2 separate regions of the Oryctolagus cuniculus genome follow, and region 2 is linked to region 1. The links are chromatin contacts, called in public Hi-C maps. All regions are on one chromosome and are shown on one strand. Each heading gives the region's core, a stretch centred on a gene start, on an enhancer-like site or on the middle of the called end of the contact. The rest is flanking DNA. Distances are from core to core; before and after follow the strand shown. Region 1 has its middle 37 kb from the start of SH3PXD2B. Region 2 has its middle 36 kb from the start of NEURL1B.

Region 1 (5,139 bases), core at 773-3,272:
ACCAACTGCCTGTCTTGGCTGTGTGTGCTCGAAGTGGCCAGGCTGGTCCCAGATGAACCCTGGAGTGGAGTCCCTCAGCTTCCCTGACCACTGCATGGCCTAAGAGCTGGGGAGAAGGGTGGGCAGCAAGCGCTGTACCCTTGAGGCTACAGGAGCATGGGCTTGCGCTCTGCGCCGTGACATAGGAAGAGGAAGTGGATCTCAGTAGAACGGAGGCAGGGATGGAGGCTCCAGCAGCCGCTGACTCTAGCTGGGCTGCACACTCTGTAGGAAGAGATGCAACATCCGCAGTGCTTTAAAAGCCACCCGGCGGGGATCGTAGCTTCTAGAACTCGGGTTCCCCGAGAGACGACCGGGTCCACTGTGTTTTCAATGGGGAAACAGGAAAGCCGTGGCTTGCCCTGATCAAGGAGGAGCTCAGTGGTGGATTTCCCATTCCTAGGGGAGTGCCCAGCCCGGGGACTGGCCATTTGGGTATATGATTGATGGCACCAAGGTCACGGCCATGGGGAGGGTGACTAAATCTGCTGGGTGGAGGTGTGTGGAGTGTGTGCCTGAGGATTACCCCGCTACGGCTCTCCTACGTCCCGGTGAGCCAGTGGAGGAGGGGGGAGGGGGAGGGGCACACTGAGCCTCCTGTAGTGGGATGTGCTCTTGGCCTTGGCCTGAGGGGGTGAGCAATCCCAGACACTCTCCCTCAATCCCTGGGCTTGTCTCTTTGGTGTTACAGATTGAACTTGGACACAGGACTGGACAGACCTGCCACTTGCTAGCTGTGTGATCTTGGGCAAGTTACCTCACCTCTCTGTTACCTTCTGGGCTGTGTGAAAAGAGAGCTTACCCTGCCTGTCTAGGGGGCTGTGAGGGAGGAATGGGAGGATGAGTGAAGTGTGCCTGGCCCGGTGCCTGGCCCCGATCGGCTCCTGGTGGAGAGACAGCCCAATACCAGACTCGTGGCTGCTCTCAGGACGGCTCCAGGTCTCAGTCTTAGGCCTGCGTCTAAGAGTTCCTGGGGGGGTGGGGTGGAGATGGATTAGGCCTGTGTCTACACCTGAGCTGGAGTTGGCTCCTGGACTGATTCGGGCCAGCCTGGTGTGTGCCGTTCCCTCCACCCTTTGCCCGCTGGCCGCCTACACTCTTGGGAGATCTCCACTTTGCTCTCTATCCAGGACCCTCCTCTGGGCTCCAAGGCCAGGCCCCCAGGGCCACTGGCTGAGATCCACGTGCATGGAGGCACGTGACTTGTCTGCAGAGAGGGAGGGCGCGTCCGGGAACAAAGCAGACAAAGGCTCTTTTCCCTCCCAGAGGTGATGAGCCACTCTGGAAGGGACCGGCACATCACCAGTTATTCTCCGGCTGAAGGAGCCCAGCTGGGGGGGAGTCAGTGTGGGATAAGCAGCAGAGGTGCCTCACCCTCACCCCATGGCACCTCCCTGGCTGGCTCCCTTCCTGAAACCGGGACAGGCTAGGCTACAGCGGTGTGAGGTGGCATGTGTTGCCCCCTTGCTAGGGGATTCGGCCTGGCAGGTCTGCACGGCCCCAGGCTCTCCACAACAGTCAGTCAGGTATACCACGCTGGTAGCCCCACTGTGTGGATGAGATCGCCAGGGGCTGGGAGGAGTGATTTTCCTGAGGTCATGGTGCTAAGAAGCTCCAGGGAGTCAGTGTTGGCTGGGCAGCTGTTACGTGCTGGGCACTGCTCTGGGTACTGGGGGCACGGCAGTGCGTGGAGCAGAGGCTCTGCCCTCTCGGGCCTTAGGTCTTATTTGGGAGGTGATAGACAATGAATTAGCAAATAGATAAAGCCAGCATGAAATAATTTTTAGTGTTGTGAAGAAAAACAAAGAGGTGAGGAGCAGAGACTAGGAAAAGATGGAATGGCGTGCAGGTCAGGGTGCCGTGTGAGGTGCAGTGACCAGGGCGGCCTCTCTGGGGAGGTGAGATTTGAGCTGAGGCTGGATGACCCCTGCAGTGGTCCAGAAAGAGCATCCCTGGAGGGGAGAAGAGGAGCGCAAAGGTCCTGAGGCTGTGGGGGCGGGGGAGGCGGTACTTGGTGTGTGCTGAGCGCTGTATGGAGGCTGCTGTGGGATCAGAGGTGTGGAGTGCTAGGCGCTGCGGCTAGAGGGGTGCTAGGGGCCAGAACACGGCGGGCCTTGGGGGACAGGGAAGGCAAGATCCTTATGGAGGAATGGGAGGGGCTGCTGTCCCTGCAGGGGCAGACCTTGTCCATGCATGCTAAGGTTTGCTCCCATGCCTTTCCTTTGGAGAGCCAAGGAGGAAGCAGGGCCCCCTGGGTGCAGAGGAAAAGCTTTTGCAGTTCACAATCCGCCTCCACACACCCGCCGAGCCCTCCCGCCCGCTCAACACGGCTGCCCTGCCCCAGGCCTGGGAAATCCGCCCTGGATCTCAGTGTTCACCCTGCGAGGCCAGCAGTCCTGTCATCCCGATGGCACGGGGAGAAAGCGGGGGCTCAGCCAGGGTCAGCGCCCTGCGGGTCGTGCGGTGGAAGTGGCACCCATCACGGGAAAAGACGCTCTTAACCCCAGGGCGGCTCCTGGAGGACCGAGTGCGTGCTCTGTGGGGGCTGAGGGGCACTTGATCCCTGGCCGCCCCCTCGCTTCCCCCAGGGAGCCCAGACGGCCTGTGCTGCCATCAGCCCTATCAGTGGCTGATAGGGACCCTGAGCCCTGCAGGCCCGGGGGGTTTCTGGTGAGAAATTCCAGCGCTCGCCTGCTTGACCCGGTGCTGGCAGGGCAGCGTGGGAACGCAGCAGGGACTGCTGCCCTGTGAGCGGGAGTCTGGAGCCACCGAAGAGCGTGTGTCCGAAGTCTCGCGATGTTTTCTTATCCTTTGCCCACCAGTGGTTCTGCTTCTTGGCGTTGGGCCAGGGGACGTCTCAGACGGCTGCCTGGAGCCCGCTCTGAGCAGTGACAGCTCACCGGGGAGGCGTGGACGCAGACAGCCTGGGGAGAAGGCGCCTCCGGAAACCCAGGCCTGCAAAGTCAGTTTTTCCCACTGCAGCTGGTGGGTTGTCCCCTGGGGAGGGTACAAGGGGCTTGTCCTGATCCAGGGGCTTCGTTTGCTGCTGGGGCTCTCTGGAGAATGGGCAGCTAGTGACTCAGAGAGGGAGGGTGGCCTGTGACCCCCCCCCCCCATTGCCCCATTCCAGACAGGATTTGGGATGCAATGACTTCATGATACTTTGTGAGGACTCTTTAGCTTATTTTGGTTTTGTTTGTTTGTTTTAAAAGTTTCATTTATTTGAAAGGTAGAATGACAGAGAGAGAGAGGGAGAGAGATCCTTCAGCTGCTGGTTCACTCCCCAAATGCCTGCAACAGCCAGGGCCGGGCTGGGCTGAAGCCAAGAACCAGGAACTCCACCGGATCTCTCACATGGGTGGCAGGGGCCCAAGCACTTGGGCCATCATAATCTGCTGCCTGCCCAGGGAGCTGGCTTGGAAATGGAGCAGACTGGACTCGAATTGGCGCTCTGATATGGGATGCTTGTGCTGCAAGCGATGGCTTAACCTGCTGGGCCGCAACACCAGCCCCGACTGCATTTATTTTGAAAAAAATTTAAGCACAAAAAATTTGTTGTAGGAAATGTGGAAATTAGCACAAAATGTAAGGGCGACATCAAGAATGGCTGAGGCTTGCACCTCGCAGACACCCCAGTACAGCTCCCAGGCATGTGACCCCACGCTGGGCACAAGGGGAGTTGCAGGAGGGCTAGGCTAGGTCCTGGCCTCCCGAATCTGGGATGAAGTCAGTGTGGGAGAAGCAGGGCGGGACAGTGGCTCCTGCGTGCAAGCAGCGAAGTCCCACTGTCCGGCAGCAGCACTGTGGAAGGTAGTGGGAGAATACGGGGTGGCTCTGGGATGGCTCCAGGCTGCTCCAGCCAGAAAGCACAGGGAGAGCTACAGAGCTGGGCGGGGTGGGGGTGGGGGTGGGGGTGGGGGTGGGGGGGGAGCTACGTAGGGGCCCTGTCCCAAGGGACGAGATGACAGCCACTGTCACCAGTGCTGAGTGGCCCATCCAGGTCATCCAGAAAAGCTGGTGCAGACTGGAGAAGTATGCATTGTGACTGGCAGCGGGTGCCCAGCCTCCCCAGGGGCATGCTAGGGAGTGGGGTCACCCCGACTATGGGCTTCCCTTGCTAGGGCTCTCGGGTGAGCTGGGTGGGGGTGTGGCTCGGAGAACTTGAGTGCTTCCACCAAGGGCGCCAGACTGTAGGACAGTCGAAGGAGCGCTGGATTTAGGGGAAGGTGGCCAAGAATACACCTCAAGGAGAGGAGAGCTTGTCTGGAGAGCTGAGGTGCAGGTGGATGGTCTCCTCTGGGCAGTAGGGAGCCACAGAGGTCTTAGAGCGCAGCAGGTGTCGGACCTCTCAGCAGGGATTTAGCGCCACTGTTAGAAAATTCAAGATGTGGCTGGCACCGTGGCTCACTAGGCTAATCCTGCACCTTTTGGCGCCGGCATACCGGGTTCTAGTTCTGGTCGGGGTGCCGGATTCTGTCCCGGTTGCCCCTCTTCCAGGCCAGCTCTCTGCTGTGGCCAGGGAGTGCAGTGGAGGATGGCCCAAGTGCTTGGGCCCTGCACCCACATGGGAGACCAGGATAAGTACCTGGCTCCTGCCATCGGATCAGCGCGGTGCGCCGGCCGCAGCGCGCCGGCGGCAGCCATTGGAGGGTGAACCAACAGCAAAAGGAAGACCTTTCTGTCTCTCTCTCTCACTGTCCACTCTGCCTGTAAAAAAAAACAAAAAAACAAAAAAACAAAACAGTATGAAAAGAAAATTCAAGATGTGGCCAGGCACAGTGCACATGGCCTGCCATCGCCTGGGCCATGTTGAATTGGGGTCTGCAGTGAACTCAGCCATTGGGGTAGGGCAGGTAGAGGTTGCTGCCCAGGTGGCTTTGCCCTGTGCAGGAGGCAGGGCAGTATTTTCCGGGGAGAGGGTGTTGCTGGATGGAGTGGGGTGGGAGAGGGGAGTTCACGGTCTTATTTCCAAGCAGCAGCTGGGAGCCGGGAGCAGTGGGAGGAGAACCTGGGGCCGGTCGGGGCCCCATGGGCCTGAGCCCCTCTCCAGCCCTCCCCGGCGGCCACAGAGCCCCGCAGTTCGTTGGGCTTCACTGTGTT
Region 2 (5,451 bases), core at 2,699-5,198, 160 kb after region 1:
CCGCCCAAGACAGTGTAATAAGCACACCGCACCTTGACTTGTCTAGATGCTTTCGGATCTTGTCACTTCCCTCCCCGTGTCCAGGAAGCAGACAGGAGGCAGGGTTTCTTGTCCTGGGGGTGGGCGATGCTCCCAGAGGCAGGTGGCTCCTGCGCATGTGGCTCTCTCTGTTTCCTAGTGTGACCCCAGGCCTGGCCAACAGGGACTTGTGGGTATTTCCAGAAGGCAGAGGAAGCAGGGCTTGGTCACTGGTCTTTGTTCTGGTTCTCTGTTTAGGAAGCTTCCCTTGCCAGTCACCAGGGTGTTCCCTGAAAAGCGCGTTAACTAGCAATTGAGACTTTTACTGAAAATGTGGACGCTGGGATTTCTCCCCCTTGCTGGGTGTATCTGCTGATGTTTGCTAGGAAGCTGGCCCTGCTCCTGCCCGCTCACCGCTGCCTGTGGTCTCTGCAGGCTCCAGCACACGCCTGGGCTGGCTGACTGATCCAGGCCTGCCCCTCCCTCCCAGCCCCCAGTTCTGGACCCTCCATCTGCCCTTACTGCACCTTCAGGGAAGTGCTTTGACCGCTCCGATTCTCAGTTAGCAGTCAGAAGTCTAGTACCTGACCCGTGCAAGGGCCCTCAGGACCAGCACGACATTCTCAAAGGCTGGGGACGCCTGGAGAGGGGCAGTGGGCATTTTTATCCCCATTCCTAACCTGTGCGTCTCTTGCTGAGGAAGGTGAGAGAAGAGGGTATTCAGGGAGTTAGCAATGAAGCACCAAACATTGGCTGTTTGCGGAGGGGGTGGGTGCCCAGGGCCAGGCCAGGCTCTCTCGAGATGCCTCCCACAAGGGTGGTCTGAGCCGGAGCTGTGCTTCTCTGCCTGGGCGTAGGCATGGATTTCTGACCAGACCTCCCCTTCAGAGGAAACCCTGCTCTCTTGACTGGCTGGAGCCTGTGATGGGTTCTTCTTCCCTGGTGAATTTGGGGAGCGTGCCCACATTTTGATTTCACAGCAGGTCTTTGGAGGAGCTGCTCCTGGAACTCCAGTGTCTGCCAGAGTAAGAGCTGGGGATTCTGGGCAGCCCAGGGGGCACAGCTGGAGCTCTGGGCCTCCCCCTGTGCTGGCTGCAGGGGGAAGTGGACAAAGTCCCTGGCTGGGAGGGTCCTCAGACACTGCCCCTCCCCCCCCAGCCCCATGGAGACCGTCGCTGGCTCTGGTGGGCTGCTTCCAGGGACAGCCAGTTTGCCCCCTCTCCCACCCCACCCCCAGCTGCCACCTTGAGTCTCAGCTAAGGTCATGAACAGCCGCCACCAGGAAACCAGTGACTGCGGGTAAACCAGGAGTGTGCTGGCCACCGTCACCTGTTGAACCTGCTCTGCAGCTGCTTTAATAACTTTCCTGCTTCTAAGAGGAGTTAGGGGGTGTCTGTCCTGAGCAGAGTCGTTCAGAGCTAAGGAGGAGATGCTCAAACCCCACCTCTGTTGAGAAGGGGCGGGGTGGGGGGGGGACCACCTGTTAACTCCACACCTACTACGTGCCTTGGCACTGGGCTAGAACAGGGCCTGCCTGCATTAGTCCTGTGAGGCAGGTCTTAGGGCCGTTCCGAGTCCATGCAAGACATTGCTGATTACAAAATGCCACCAATGTACGTGCCACTAAGGACAAGATGCAGCCAGCCCTGCCTGTAAGATACCACTGGACAGTGCATTCCCATCAGAGGTGCTGGTGTAGGAGAACGTGCTACTTAGAGTCGGGAAGAAGGGTGGTAGGGAGGGGCACTGAGGTTCTGCGGGTGAAGTGACTTCATAGTCATGCACCCGGGGGTGGCAGGGCTGGGAGTCTGGTGCCGCATTCCGTGCTGGCCACAGCCTGGCCCCGGGTCCCAGAGAGCCCCAGACCGAGTCCTCCTCCCTGAAGCTCACGCAGAGGAGCCTGGGCACGCTCCTGCACACACCCCACTAGGACAGACGTCCGTGCCTTCAGGTCCACTGTGTGTACTCACCTTCTCCAAGGGGAGCTGAGCTGTCTGGGGTCTCAGCTGCAGCCCGAGGACCTTCTATTACACTGGGGCACCCGCGTGGAACAGCTGTGCCCATGGGGTGCCCTTGGAGCGTCAGCAGCAATGCCAGGATGGGGGATGCCAGCAAATGCACTGCTCGCTGTGAGCAGGGCTGTTTGCAAGGGGAGACAAGCTCCTTTTTCTAGTGTGTTCCGAGTGAGTCTTTGGGGTTTAGCAGGGGTGGCAGGTCCCCCAACTGCAGCACATTTGTCAGCCACTCAGCACCCACGGAACACTGATCAGCATGGGCCGTGTTCTGGGCGGATGACAGAGCCGTGCCGGAGCTCAGTGTGCAGAGGACATGGACAGATTTCATCAGCGTGGCTCTGGCCCTGTGGTGTGAGGTCCCGGGCCAGCGTGTGCTCGGTACTCAGGAGAGGTCTACCCATCAAGTGGAAGCCACGTGATGAGCGGTCAGGAGGGTTGGTCAAACAGCGCTTCTTCCATAACACACACAAAGTCACTCAACAAACATGCTGAGCACCTACCAAGTGTGGGGTGCTGGGAGGAAGGGCAGGAGGACACTTCCCCAGCTCTGATGCCATTGATGGCAACCTTAGGAGGTTCATGAGATATTTGGGGCACAGTCCTTGGGGCGTTCTCGGCCCTCCTGTTGCCTTAGGTCCATGTTGGGGCGTGCCCAGGGACTGCTTGCCCGGTCCACAGCCTCCTGCATGCTTTGTTCGAGGTGCCGGGCCCCTTGCGGCCAGTGAGCTGCTGCCCAAGCCGCCTTCAGCAGAGCCCCCTAGGGCGGCCGTGGGCCTGCCATAGCGACCCTGTGGGGAGGGGGCCACCTGCTGCTTTCAGGCCCCAGGAGAACCCCAAGTGTGTGATGCCGGTTCAGAACAGAGTTGTGCAAAGTTGGGAATGAGAGGCCATACCCTCCCACTCTCGGTCCCACCCCTGCCCCAGCTCCAGCTGGGTAGGGGCAAGGGGGACCCACCGGCTCAGGAACACGCGGCCTGCCAGCGTTTCCCAGTGTTTCGCTGTCTGGCTGACTTAGCCGAGTCGTCAGTGGAATGACCTGTACAACAATCGGTGCCTTATGAAAGTGTCTGTGCACTTTTTATCCTTTGTAAAACAACTTTTAAAAAGTGGGCGGGGGACCAGCAGATGGAGTGGATTCTGGAAATCTGTGATGAGCACCTAACTCTTCCACATTCTGATCCTGATGTTGCCGTGAAAAGGTGCCCGGCCCCCAGCCCACGCCCCACTACCTGTGTACAGGCCTTTGGAAATCTGTCCTTTTTTCTCCTCCTTTTTCTGATTCAATGCTGTGACCACTCCCATACAGTCTAATCTTCGGGGATCTGTAATAAAGGGTTTCAGACTTAGAGGAGCGGGTTGGGAGGGGTTTGCACTGGCCTTTGTGTGTTGTGGTTTTGTGTGTTGTGTGTTCTGATTTTTGTCTGTTTTTATCTGTTTTATATTAACATAATTTTCCTGTTTAAAAAAACAAATACAACTTTGGCTTGTTAAAAAAGTCTCATCAGAACTCCATTTTTATAGTCACACTTGTGCACCTGTTGGGGAGTGGAGGGACTCGGATCGCTGTCACCTTGGGGAAATGGCAAAATGCCTCTAGACCTTGGCAGTGCTGGGCTGCTTCACCAAATAACTCACTTATTGCAGGGAAATAATTCTGACCAATATTAAGCTTAAAAGATGTTCATCACAGCAGTATTTATAATGGTTAAAAAAAAAAAAAAAACACTAAGCAACCCTAATGTCCAAGGACCAGAACATCCTCACCAAAACTCCTGGTCACAAGTGACAGGAACCCAACAGGGACAGGTTTAAGGGGGTAAAAGGCTCAAGTGTAAGTGGATCCAGGAGTGGCAGTCTGCGTCAGGATTTGGTGGCTGCCAGCCCGCTCTGCCCTCTTGCATGCTGGCCCCACTCTCAGGCAGGTTTTCAGAATGACAGTTGGCAGGTGCACCCACCTCTGAGCAGTCCCTGGGTAGGACACCTCAGATCTGGTGTCCTTTCCTGAGCCAATCACCGAAACCAAGGGAACCCCGGTTCTACTGGCCAGACCCAGGAGGCACGCTCACCTGCCCCCAGCTGAACCCTGTGCACCGGAAGTGGGGAGCTGCTTCCCCAGGGAAAGCTGCAGCGATGAAGGGTGCACGCAGGGCAGGCCCAAGCCACAGACGTCCCTGTAGAGAAAGACTGACTGATCCATGATGCAGACATGTGCGTGGCTCATAGACTCTCACCCTCACTGAGACATGGGGCCTCTCTGTGCCTCGGTTCCCTCTCGTGAAAAGCAGGAATCCTGATCGCTTCTGATCGGAGTGATGGGTGTGAGCCTTATTAAGATCAGGCCAGTGATGTGCGCGGCACAGCATCTCACACTCAGAAACAAGCCACAGTTGCTGGAAGAGTCTAGAATACAGGAACGTGGCTATGTTAAAATAAGGTGGGAAAATCAAAGTATAAAGTGGCACGTACACTCTGGGCTCAAGGATGGAAAAATAGACAAACCTGCCTGTGTATTGGAAAGACCAGCAGAAAAGAAGTAAAATGCCCACGAGGGCCGTGTCTGAGCGATGGCATTATTGGTGGGGCCTTCTTGTCCCTGTGTTTTCCAAATTTTCTATAATGAATAAGTATGGCTTTTAATTTAAACTTGCTCCTTGCAGGGGGAAAAATTATCCCCCTCCTTTGCAAAAAAAAAAAAAAAAATCAAACCAAGGAGAACAGCTGGCCCCAGCTGGACTTTGTCAGGAATTCCCAGGCTGATTGTGCTTTAAGACCCAGATCAAGTCCAGGGGGAGATAAGGCCCCGCCAAGCTCACCAGCTTGGTTGTGCTTCCCCCCAGACCAGGCTTTCGGGCCAGATTTCTGGGCGGGAGCCTTGCAGTGGCGTCTTGAATGTGTGTGTGGTGGGGCGGGGGGGGGTGGGGGGGTGGAGCAGCAGCTGCCAGGCTGCTCTGCGAGGCAGTGCTGGAGTAGAAGGGAAGCTGCATCCATCAAGCCACAGAGACGAGTTCACGGCATTCGCAGTGTGGATCTGCACAGCAGTGTTTTCCTCCTGGCCAGGCAAGCAGGGCTCTTGCAAGGTAGGAGTAGGATTGGACCTGCCTCAGAGGTGAGGCCAAATCTGTCAGCGGCACAGTTACACGCGTTCTCCAAGGTCTGTGCAGGAGCAGAGTCCCCCCCAAGAACCCAGGCTCCTTTTCCACCCGAGTGTCCTTCCTCTGAGGCCCCCTGCTTCCACTAGGCCCGGGGACAGGCTCATAGGTGCCATCTGATAATCAAGACTTGTTTTTAAAAAATAAAATAAAGAAGAAAGGACCATATTTATCTAGTTTCCTTGGTTCATAAGAGATTGAAATAACTCAAGAAAAACTCAGCTTAAGAGTAAGGGGGGGGGGCGCTGTGGCATATCGGGTAAAGCCAC

What was found. A called contact is a pair of places that touch in the nucleus more often than the background predicts.
Region 2: a Hi-C map of embryonic fibroblasts shows a contact between it and region 1, with 8 times the contacts expected there. The contact joins two enhancer-like sites. A contact is called at or near these places in 3 of 6 Hi-C or Micro-C datasets (ear pinna, embryonic fibroblasts and skin fibroblasts).

Annotation. Positions count from the first base shown.
Region 1 is chr6:59,089,444-59,094,582 of mOryCun1.1, forward strand. No RefSeq gene overlaps it. Among named protein-coding and RNA genes, the nearest start is that of SH3PXD2B, 37 kb to the left of the region's middle. Within about 2 kb of position 2,023, at least 1 of the 8 cell types and tissues checked has an H3K27ac peak or open chromatin away from gene starts, as enhancers often do.
Region 2 is chr6:59,247,808-59,253,258 of mOryCun1.1, forward strand. No RefSeq gene overlaps it. Among named protein-coding and RNA genes, the nearest start is that of NEURL1B, 36 kb to the left of the region's middle. Within about 2 kb of position 3,949, at least 1 of the 8 cell types and tissues checked has an H3K27ac peak or open chromatin away from gene starts, as enhancers often do.